Regions from separate parts of the Mus musculus genome. Here all the other regions are linked to region 1. A link is a contact called in public HiChIP or PLAC-seq and Micro-C data. All regions are on one chromosome and are shown on one strand. Each heading gives the region's core, a stretch centred on a gene start, on an enhancer-like site or on the middle of the called end of the contact. The rest is flanking DNA. Distances are from core to core; before and after follow the strand shown.

The links. Hi-C and Micro-C count contacts between places; a contact is called where the count stands out from the background. HiChIP or PLAC-seq counts read pairs in DNA pulled down with a chosen protein or histone mark.
Region 2: a Micro-C map of embryonic stem cells shows a contact between it and region 1, with 4 times the contacts expected there. The contact joins two enhancer-like sites. A contact is called at or near these places in 1 of 484 Hi-C or Micro-C datasets (embryonic stem cells) and 1 of 115 datasets of contacts at active chromatin or transcription factors (embryonic stem cells).
Region 3: an H3K27ac HiChIP or PLAC-seq map of embryonic stem cells shows a contact between it and region 1, with 4 times the contacts expected there. The contact joins the promoter of Dpp6 here to the enhancer-like site in region 1. A contact is called at or near these places in 1 of 484 Hi-C or Micro-C datasets (cerebral cortex), 8 of 115 datasets of contacts at active chromatin or transcription factors (astrocytes, craniofacial prominence, embryonic midbrain and 2 more) and 1 of 9 other capture datasets (embryonic stem cells).

What each region holds. Positions count from the first base shown.
Region 1 is chr5:27,419,225-27,423,075 of GRCm38.p6, reverse strand. All of the region lies in intron 3 of Dpp6 (dipeptidylpeptidase 6), which reads right to left. Among named protein-coding and RNA genes, the nearest start is that of Gm52769, 79 kb to the left of the region's middle. Within about 2 kb of position 1,610, at least 12 of the 459 cell types and tissues checked have an H3K27ac peak or open chromatin away from gene starts, as enhancers often do. A contact at or near this core is called in embryonic stem cells, where this site is marked.
Region 2 is chr5:27,816,945-27,820,795 of GRCm38.p6, reverse strand. No RefSeq gene overlaps it. Among named protein-coding and RNA genes, the nearest start is that of Htr5a, 23 kb to the left of the region's middle. Within about 2 kb of position 1,670, at least 13 of the 459 cell types and tissues checked have an H3K27ac peak or open chromatin away from gene starts, as enhancers often do. A contact at or near this core is called in embryonic stem cells, where this site is marked.
Region 3 is chr5:27,047,113-27,050,963 of GRCm38.p6, reverse strand. It overlaps Dpp6 (dipeptidylpeptidase 6), which reads right to left and starts at 1,765. Exons shown (of 26, transcript NM_207282.3): 1 at 1,151-1,765. The coding sequence starts at 1,375.

The sequences.
Region 1 (3,851 bases), core at 361-2,860:
TTGACTTCACTGAGTGTCATCACCATGGAGACACACCTCTGGGTGTATCTAGGAGGGAAGGACCCAGCCTTAATGTAGCAATCAACGTTAACAAGGATGTTTAAAACTATACCCAAATCAGAAGCCCACACAGAAACTCTGTGACTTCCATGAATTTAGGTGGAGCTGGAAGGCTCCGAGACCTGGGAATGGTCAGCTTTATCTTTCCTTGTCTCCTCACAGGAGCACCAAGGAGCTGCTTAGGGTGGGTGACCATGTAGCCACAGCCAGAGACTGTCTACTCCATAGTTTACCATGATAGTTACATTAGGGTCATCCATAGCACAGTAAAAATGACACTGCGGACTAATGTTTGAACCATTTTCATTGGAAATATAAAATCTCCTGAAACAACAAAACAATGAGAGTCTATAAGAAGTTAGAAAAATGGAATGTTTGTGTAGCTCACTATTCAGTTAGTTTATAAATCAATACTAGACATTTTTATAGACTTCTTATGTATGTGAGTGTTTTGACTACATGTAAGTATATGCCTGCTGGCCTCGAAGGTCATAATAAGACATCAGACCCCTTAGGCAATCCTAGGGAATTACAGGTTATGAGCTGTCAACTATGTGCTGGCACCCAAATCCAGGTCTTCTACAGGGGTAGCAAGTGTTCTTAATCACTGAGCCATCTTTCCACCCCCAACAACAAATACTAATTTTGTAGATAAACATAGCATTGTCAATTAATATAATAATGTATTTCCCTGGGGCCTCTACTGCCTCTCTCATTTTCCTTATGATCACTCACTCTGTAAAGCTAGTGTGAGTTCTGAACAGAACACTTGAGAGCACAGCAAAAATCACCAAGAAAAATCCCCTAGACGTCTTCCACAAAGCTGAGCTCACAGATATCAGAGTCTTTTAGAGATCAGGACACAGGGCACAGGGAGGAAGCCCATCTTCTGTCTTGGTTGCGGTCTCTTGTGTGTGATTAAAATACCATGACCAAAAGCAATGCGGGAAGGAAAGGGTTTATTTTACTTCACAGATTATAGCTCATCACTGAGGGAAGTCAGAGCAGGACCTCAAGCAGGACAGGAGGCAGGAGTTGAAGAAGAGGTTGTAGAGGAATGTTGTTTGCTGATTTGTTCCCCATGGCTTACTCAGACTGCTTCCAAATGCACCCCAGGACCCCTACCCTAATTTGTCACTATCTACAATGGGCTGAGCCTTCACCTGTCAATCATCAACCAAGACAATTTACCTCAGGCTTACCCACAGGCCAATCTGCCAGGAACATTTTCTCAGTTGAGCTTCATTCTTCAAAATGACTGTAGCTATTGTCAAGTTGACAAAATAAACAACCAAACAAACAAACCAAAAAAAAAAAAAAACCAAGACAGTACGGCTATTTCCTCAACACATCAATGCTCACAGAAAATATTAAATTGATTCTAAGCTACTCCAAAAGAAATAGTTATATTCAGGAAGAGAAAGTTCCAGAGGTGTATTCTAATGTAATATCATGATAAACAATCTAACAATGACCTTGGTTCCCCACTGAGAGTACTGGGTGGCTACGAGATGGGAGCTGTGCACTTGTGGACTGGCCCACCCTAGGCCAGGGGCCTCTCAGATTTCTCTCACTGGGTGAATAATTAGTGGTATTACACTGCACTGTAGCCTCCCTCAGCCTTGAAGCAGGCTGATCCAGACTTTGACCTTGCTGCCACTAAGAAGGAGATTACCTAGGGTGGAGCCTCCAGACCTAGATGGCTCTATTGTTCTGTCAACTGCCACTGCTCTCCTCCAAGACTCTGCTACCTGCTGAGAGGCCCCTGAGATATTCCTGAGGAACATCCTATCCTGCAGGCTGGCTCCAGACACCAAGAATGGACTGGCGGGAGGGGGGAGGGGGGATATGGGCCTTCCCCCTTTATAAGCACACTCTCTTAGTAAACTCGTGGTCCTTGAACAGGAACGTTGTCTTGGTCTCCATTAATTTCTCTCGAAGTCTAAGTCTCTTTCAGCCCCAGCCTGCCTCCCAGGTGTACCCGGTTCATGTAGGCTGCGGGCCGGCATACAACACTGCACCCTTCCAGACCTGCTTCTGCCTGATGTGCCCTCATAGGATTGACCTGTGCTCACATTGCATCCTTGGTTCAGAATGCCTGAAGACTCCCATTTATCTATGCCCATAAACTCCTTTGAAACCACCGGCATAAAGTCTGCAAGCACTCTCCCTTCTTGTAAGTATCACTGTGCTTTAAGGTTTAAGTACATTGAGTGTTCTTGAGTCTCTTTATTGGAGTATGCTTTCTAAGTATTTTCCAGTGTACAAAGGTCCATTTAAAAAAGTCTCCATCATTCCATTAGTGCTCTAACCTTCAATCACTCAGCTTAAAGTCCTTTTGATAATGAAGATGTGGCATGGCCTCTTGTGCTCACACTGAGAGGCTATAAGGGAAGAAGCCTCAGGAGGTCAGCTGATACATGTGTTCATTTGGAAAGCAATTTCTGCATCTTCTGGAGTCTGTAGTGAACTTGGTGTGGTCTCAAACTCAAAACTTGGGACCTTTAATTTCTAATCTCACAGAGCGCATTTTAAGGAGGCTCTGCCCTTCCCTGTTGGTATGGGATGAGAGTTGGAATTTCCATTTACTGTTTTAACTGACCAGATGGAACAGTTCTAATGGTGCCTTTCCATAGTTACCTCCAGATCAAACCAAGAGACTTCTACAGGGTGTTGGGAGTGACAGGGATCATGGGCCTTCCCCCTTCATAAGCACACTCTCTTAGTAAACTCGTGGTCCTTGAACAGGAACGTCGTCTTGGTCTCCATTAATTTCTCTCGAAGTCTAAGTCTCTTTGAGCCCCAGCCTGCCTCTAAAACTTACTCTGTAGACCAGGCTGGCCTCAAACACACAGAGATCTGCCTGCCTCAGCCTCCTCAGTGCTGCGATTGAAGACGTGCTCCACCTGTGCTATGCCTGGAAGAATCTTTGGGGTTTTTGTTTGTTTGTTTGTTTGGTTTTTTGCTAGTGGCAGCTTTCTTGTTTTGTTTTGTTTTGTTTTGTTTCCTTCAGCATTCTGCATAGAAGAGAACTCAAGAGAAATTACTTTTAAATAGGTTAGTGGCCTAGGGTCAGCCAGTCTATGACGGTGCAGATCCATCTTGCAGGTTTTCAGGGAGCCATGGTTATATAGGTTAAATAGAGGAATTTAGCTATGTGACCATAGTGACATCATCAATGTGATATATTAGTCAAATAAAGTACAAGTGTATACATCAGGAGGATGTTGCTCCCTACAGAACCAGGTGTCCCAAAATTGTGGAATAAATGCCTCAGAGTCTTTTTCTTCAGGTAATGGTACTACCGTAAAGGAGACAGTGAGTAGCTTTAAAACATACAGCTTCATACATATTTAAAAGCTGCTATCTTCAAATAACCCGCTTCTTGCAGCAGAGGAGTTTGTGAAATTTTAAGATATTCTATCAGTTTGTGCAAGTGTCGTTGGGAAGCAGAGAACTCTGGGTACGCTTCAACATCAGGTGCATTGGAGTTGTGGAAAGAATCTATGTGATTCCATAGAGGGAGGAGTCACATCCAGACGGCCCAGGGTGACCTTTGAAAGTCTGAAAAACCAGTCCTCTCTAATACTGTCAAGGTGACTTTCCAAAACCTCAGCAATCGTACAGTGATCTTTGTATAACAATCTGAGGAACATTCACACACACACACACACACACACACACACACACACACACACACACACAGAGGAGAGAGAGAGAGAGAGAGAGAGAGAGAGAGAAAGAGAGACCTATCTTCAGTCATGGGAGAGCATTGGGCATTTTAAGCTGTT
Region 2 (3,851 bases), core at 421-2,920, 400 kb before region 1:
CTCAAGCCTTTGCACTATCATAGTTATTTTTTCTTGTTGTACAGCTATTTTTGTTATTGCATGACTAGTTTTTCAATCTCTTTTGAGACTTTTTTCTTGTTGTATACTTATCTTTCCAACCTCTTTTTCAAGGAAATATATAAAGGTCACAATTGAAAGTAGGTAGGGGTTTACTCTGTCGATCACAGTTGCAGTAAGTGCCAGGATGGCTTTCTCAAGTATCATTTGTATCCTGTCAACTCTTTTGTTTTAAGGGATCTGAAATGGAGTGTTCCATGTGTAATGCAGGCAAAGTCTTGCAATACAGTTAAAATTGTCCTTTGTGCTGTTTTACTGTAATTCACCTGCTTTGTTCCTTGTTCTGGGAGGTAGGTCTCCTGAGTCTCCCGGCACCCAGCAGAACCTGAGTAAACAATGTTTCTCTCCAGACAACCCCTGGTGAATTTTATATGGGGCTTTCTGTCAGAGGACTCCTGTCCTCTGCTTCTTGCAATGTTGGTGGTATTTGTAGCCATTCACACTGGGGTTTTCTTCGAGACACTTGGGGCACCAGATATAAGCCAGATATACTAGATGTATTTTTTATTTGCCAGATGTAATTGTTGTCTCTGAGGCTTGCATTTGAATAAGTTCTGCTTCTCTCTGAACTCTGGCTGGCTGGGTCAACTCAGCTGGTACAACCTAAGTCCTCTCAGGAAGACTGACTCAATTTGGCCTCTCTAGAATTCTCAAGGGATTGCTTCCCTTGGCCTCAAATTAGAACATGGCAACATGTTCTAATCTTCTGGCTCCTTCTTATTTTCTGGCGTGAACTGTTTGCAGAATCACACAAAGGAGCTCAGTTGCCACCAATGCCCTCACCAAACGAACAACTCCACTCAACTAGACTGAACAGATCTCTCTCTCTCCTTGTGTTGCTCTTAAATAGTGTTTCTCCTGAGAGTTGGGTATGTCCTATCTCTGACACATTCAGTCAAAAAAATCAGAAAGTTCTGATTGGCCTCTTTGCCTCTCAATTTGATGTCATTGTTTGGGATTAAAAGTGTGTGCTATAGTCGGCCATCACTGGAAAGAGAGGCCCATTGGACACGCAAACTTTATATGCCCCAGTACAGGGGAACGCCAAGGCCAAAAAGGGGGAGTGGGTGGGTAGGGGAGTGGGGGTGGGTGGGTATGGGGGACTTTTGGTATAGCATTGGAAATGTAAATGAGCTAAATACCTAATAAAAAATGGAAAAAAAAAAGTGTGTGCTAAAGGATTCTAACCAGAGGGATTCAAAGTATGTACTAAGGGTGTGTCTGCATGACAATTGGATCACTCAGACCTAGAAGGTCCTTGGATGTGACCTTCAGAGCAGCCTTGTTGCTGGATTAAAATTCCTTTACAATCAGGGAGAGAGCAGTCCTTTGTTTATCCTACCTTGATGCCTGGCTTGCTGGGCAAAGCTGTTTAATGACCAAATTACACAGAAATCAGTTCCAATCCAATTAAATCAACTCTAGGCCGCTAAATACTGGAGGAGGAAGACAAAGACTTGAGTTCCACCATGCCCAAGGAAACTATGGGAAAAGATGCCAACAGATTTGTCCTCAGCCCCATGGTACATGCAGACCATAGACATACAGAGCTCTGTCACCCCCACACAGCACTGTTGCAGAAGGTGTTGTTTACTTGAAAAACCTGTTTCTAGTTGTGGTTGGCTCACTCTTACCACATACCTTTAATGCCTGGGTGCAGAATACAGACAGCTCTTTTTTTTTTTTTTTTTTTTGAGAATGTACAGGTGTTTTATTGCTCACCTCTCAGACAAAACACACTTCCAGCCACTTTCTTCCACAGATTGACAGTGTTTACATGTATATATATAGACGTGGAGAGTGACTCAGCCAGGCTTTTGTCTTCTGCAGCAATAATGAAGGGCCTCCTGCACTGAGCAGGACTCCATCTCACTTCGTAGTGCATGTCCATCACAAGAAAGGTCTCTTGCCTAAAGCAAGCTAACTTGTATCTGCTGAGCCTGTAGCATTAACTAGTGCGTGAAACAGATATCTGCTCGCCATTTCTTCTAGCGAATTTCAAGTAAAAACAAGGGTGAAGGAGGAACTTTTGTCTCGGATGGATAAGTGCCTACACTTAACTAACAAACTAAGTTTACAACTTAGTTTGCTTTTGTTGTTTTTATGGATTTTAGCCATGTTCATGGATTTTGGAGGAGCATATGGTACAGTATTCCACCAACAGGATAAGGCTACTGAATGTGCTATCTGCAAAAGAGTTCATGTAATAGGAACCAACCCAACAGGTCTACCAAAAAGAAAGGTGACAAAATCTCTCTGAATGCCCATCAGGGCAGAGCTATGCTCGGAAAGTAGACAGCAGAAGATAGTCTACAAAAAACACACATGGGTTGTTAATATGAGGAAAGTTTCCCAGCAGTAAATATTAAAAAAGTCTAGGCAAATCCTCATTTTCAAAATTTGCATATTGAAAATGTGAAAACTATTTTATTCAAGTAATTTCTTCAAAAACCATGTATGTTCCAACTGGAATAGTCTACTGGTCAACTAAAGGCAACTTAAATTGTGTTTAAAATTTGTTTCATAGAAAGAAGAGATATGTTTCTTAAATAAACAGTGTTATGTAAAACTGTTTAGTAATAAAGAGAGAAAGAATTGAATGAAAACCAGCAAATGGTTATCCTAAGCAGGAGTATGCCTACTACCTGTGGTCTTACATTCATTCCAAATAGATGTTGGATTCAGGATTCTGAAACTAAGTTTCTATTACTTGAGCTCTAGCAAAATATGAGTTTCTGTAGCCTCAACTAGTATAATGTCTTCCTTGTCCAAATCCAGAATGACTATACTGATAGCCTCCATGTTGGAAGTGCTGTTCAAACTGGCCCCTTTATGATAAGTCTGGCTCCCGCTTCCTCCCCAGCCTCCTCCCTGGCTTCTGCATCCTCCCTGATCCCCTCGACCACCTCTTCCCCCACAACCACTGCCTCATTCACCATGGTGCTCACCGTCTTGGAATCTATTGTCCTGCTGGATCCACCTCCCTGGTATCCATTTCCTGTATATGAAGATGTTTGGAAACCACCATAGCTACCTTGATAACCACCAGGCTGGAAGCCCACATCTCGGTAACCACCGTCCTGGTAACCACATCCACTTCCACCCCCTCCATCTGTCCAGCCTCCTTGATGCTTATTTCCTCTTCCTCCCCCTTGGCCACCAAGGTCATAGCCACCACATCCACCTCTCCCTCCTTGTTCATGACCTCCTTGTCCTCCATATGAGGAATGTCCTCTCCTCTCTCTTGTTCTCTCTTGTTATCTCTTCTTGTTCTCTTCGTCCATTGCCTTCTTGCTCCCTCTCTCTCCATTCCCTCCCCCCCTCTCTCCACTTATGGCCTGCCTCTACTTCTCTACTCTCTCCTTCTCGCTACCTTTCTCTGCTTGTACTACTCTCTTAATTCCTCTCCCCATGTCCTGAATAAACTCTATTCTATATTATACCATACCATCATGTGGCAGGGGGAGGGGATGCCTTGGCATGGGACCACTGAGACCTCCCTTTCTCTCTATCTTTTAATAAACACATCACCAACCCTGCCTTGTGAGGCCAAACCTGCTCAGTCTTAAACAGGTCTCCATTTTAAAAGAAAAACATACAGCCTGAACACTTGACCCAAACTACTCCCAAGTACCTGGAAGGACCTCACAGCTTGTCCTTGGCCAGAGTTAGTCTCTAACAACAGTTAGTCAAAGATTCCTCTGATTATTTCAGATGTTCTTTCAGATCATTTGTGATTGTATATGGACTTGCTTTAGAGCACCCACAAGTCG
Region 3 (3,851 bases), core at 516-3,015, 370 kb after region 1:
ACCCCCCAGTCCTATGGAAGGATACATCATTGCTCTGTGCAGATCTTTTGCACCAAAAATTACTAAACACTGAAGTGTTGCTACTTGAGACCCTAGATGTTTCACGGGCACACTTCCTGTTTCCTCCAGGGTTATGGGTTGCCCTGCTTTGCAAGAGTGAAGGAGACTAAAAGGCTTGGGCAAAGACCCAGGAGCTGCAGAATCACACTGAAAAAGGACCCCAGTAACCCCACAGATACTGCACTGCTGTCTTTAAGGGCCTGCCTGAGGACTCACCTGGGAGTTGTCTTCTGTCCCTGGGAACAAGTCTCAGGAAAATCACTCCCTGAAAGTCCTAGTGGTACCAACTGCTGGGAGGGCTCAGTACAAGACCTTTGACCCATTTCTGTGGCCACTCTTACCCTGAAAGAATCCTTGATTGCTAGGTGAATATGCAAATTCAGTCTTTGAAGCTCAGACTTCCAGCCTCAATAGTAAGAGACCCCTCTGAGAACTTCTTTAGGAAGGAGCATGGTCCAAGTTGAGTTGCTGGATCACAGGCATGCAGCCCCAATTAGTATGCGTAGTGAGAGCTTTATTGGGTCTGGGTCAGAGGCCAGGGCTCTAAAGCCAGGACTTCTTTTTTATAAGAGCACCATAGGTCTAATCCTTGGGTGTAGAGAGAAGGTGTCTGGGGACAGTGAAAGGGGGGCAGAGTGGAGAGGAGAGGAGGGTCATCTCGGTTGGATAGTTGCTGTGACAAGTGGTAGGAAGAGAAAAGCAGCCTGAACTAGCTGTTCCCCGAGCCATAAAGCAGAAAATTAAACTAAAAACACAACTCCACGCATACACACATCTAATTCCCTGAGAACCACAGCAGGCTGCCGTTACAAACAGACATCTAGTGAATTCCAAGCATAGTCCACATCCCAGCAGGCGCAGCTCCAAAAACCTTCCTGCTACCAACTCCTGGCCACCACCGCAAAGATCTGCTCTGGACTATGATGACTGAGATCAGGAGCCAAGGAGAGTGTCTGAGCACGATCTGGCACATCAGGAAGGAACGCAAAGATTGGCACAGGGGACCCAGAGACCCTGAGGAGTAGTCAGGCCCGTGCATCCCGCCGATGCTCCCACCACCACCGCCACCCACCCACCACGATGCTCTTACGTCCTCCTCGTCACAGTCGCTCCGCGCCTGGTACTGGAACCGGGGCCGGCCACCAGCACCGCCGCGCTCCCTGGGCGCCACCGCCTGCGCCTGCGGCCCAAGGGGCTTCGGGCCCGCGTCCTCCTCGGGCCCCTGGCCACCCAGAAGGCGACTGGCCTCCGGGGGCGCCGGAAAGGAGCGCGAGGTGTTGATCTTGCCGGTGAACCTTTGGTACAGCGAAGCCATGGGCCGCCGTGCGCTGGCTCACTGGTTAGGATGCTTCGTAAAAAAATTTCCTTTCTCTCTGTCTCTCTTTCCACTCCCCACCCCCTCCAGCAGAAAAGCGAGAAGGGGGAAAAGGAGGCGGTGGGGAAAGAAGAAAGGCGAGCCCGGCCGCTCCGCGCCACACGCGAGTCGAATCGCCTGGGTGTTGAGCGACTCTGCCTGGCTCAGCTTCTCCGCCCCCTCCCCGGCAGCGCAGAAGCCAAGGGTCGGAGTGATCGCTTTCTCTTTCTGCTTTTTTTTTTTTTTTTTTAAGTCCTCGCCATGGCCATGTTCGGCCTCACTAAAGAGGAAAGCAAGATACCAGAAGCACACTAAGGGAGGGGACATGTCTAGACCCCATTATTTGGCACCAACTAGATACCAGCTCCTCTTCTCATCCCCGCCCGGCCCCTTACAGCTCCTCCTTTTCCTTCTCAGTAGGGTAGCCAGCTCCCGCTGTAGCGGTGGCACCAGGGAAGCTCCAGTCCCAGGAAGACTCCTTCTCATGTCAGTTGGGTTGTGGATGGGGGTTCAGGGCTGGGGCACTCATAGATGGACTGGAGGCCGTGTGTCCCAGCGAGAGAGAACAGCATTACAAGAGGCCAGAGCTGAGCAAAGAAACCTTAACTGCCTTGGGGCCCCGGGGCTTCCGGATCGTGGCTCCCATAGCATCTAGTTTGGGTTGCAGGGCACAGCTGTTTTCCAGTGCCTGACAGGCACTCCCGCCTAGTAATGTTCTTCTGGATTTGGGGCTTTGCTTAACTTTGACAAAGACCCTGGAGAGCCTGGGTAGAAATGCAGTTGAAGGGCATAGGAGGAGCCACTGAAAAGAAGGAAGGCCTGTAAAGTGTAGGCTCAGGGAAACATTTGTTCCCGGACCCACCTTCCTTCATCACCTAAGATTTTTTTTATTAAAAAAAAAAGATATATTTTCTTTTGATCATCTGAAGAAGGGAAGGGCAAGTCTAGAACAGGCAACAGAACTCCTGGTTAGGCTTATTTCAAGCCTCATGAACAAGGCCTTCCCAGAGTATGTCTGGCTCCAGCCTGCCTGTCTTTGTGTAAATACAGGGGAAACGCTAAAGCGCTTGGAAGTCAGCAACCTTTCCAAACCTTGTTCCACCCCATTTTGACATTGAGATGCAGTGAGAGGGGCTCTTTGACACTGAACGCTGTGCAGCACATAGGGCTTCCAATAACAAACTCATTTGGTGCATTCGAGCGTGCTCAAGTGCCCTCGTGTGGAGAGATGCGCAAATTGTGTCTGACTGTTAGTCTAGGCCATGTCTGGCATCTCCCTCTACTTGCATCCTGGATTCCTCCCTGTAGGCTTCTGGAACCCTTGTTTTTCTTGAGCCTCTGGGCACTACTGGCTTTTGGCTGCTCCACCTCCTTCTTTGTCCCCTGATCCAGGCCTTAGAGGCTGAGCTGCGATAAGCTAGCTCATTCCTTACACCAGCATCACCATGGGTTGGGACTTTGGAGAGACTCACAGGAATTCTAGCACCTGCCCACAGTCATAGCTGCCCCCACCACACACACACACACACACACACACACACACACACACACACACACACAGCCCCCCCCCCACACACACAGCCCCTCCCGCCCACACCTACAAACACAGTGAGCCCATTTGATGTTGCCCACTACCCCGTGGTGTTCTATGAGCCTTCCTAGCTTCCCTGTCAGTACTGAGAATTTTTAAATCATAGGGGAGTTAGTGACTCAGAAGGCCTAGGACCTCAGACCCTCCCTGGCTCAAGCCTGGAGAGAGCCTTACAGAACCCTCGGTGGAGGAAGTTGTGCTGCCCTGTTTAAGCTTAGCTTTCTGCTGTAACTGCCTCTCATTCCTTCCAGCCTTTCTCTCCCAAGCTCTCAATGTGGATGTTCATTTTCCATAGAATTTTGTTGGCCCATCCTGTTCTCTGCAGCTGTTGAGCCCATCACGAATAAACAGCTACTAAAGCACATGAGAGACATTTCCCTTTAAAAAGAAATAGGAAGAGATTGGGGCTGCATCCCAGCCGCTACTCCCACCACGCCACATTCACAATAACCACTGAATAAGGACATTAAACTAAAAGTGCCATCTAGGAAGTCCTGGCTCCCAGCTCTTTACATGGAAGGTTGCTCTGCTAGCACCTTGGAAGGGCAAGTCCTGCCTTACAAGGGTTCATGTCCAATGCAGTCAAGGATTCTAACATTACTATTATGGATGTCCCTTGGTCTTCCTTATTATATAAGAAGGACACATGTACAGGTTTACACAAGCAGAAATAACCTTTTATATAATGTTAATACACTTATGCAAAATGTAGAAATCATATAGGCTATGGTATCCAAAACATTATAGATAAGTGCCTGTTAACCATTGTGAATTAATAATAGAATTTTAAAGAGCTAGGATTTTTAATATTTTTTGTAATTATGTGTTCTGCATGAGTATGTCCAC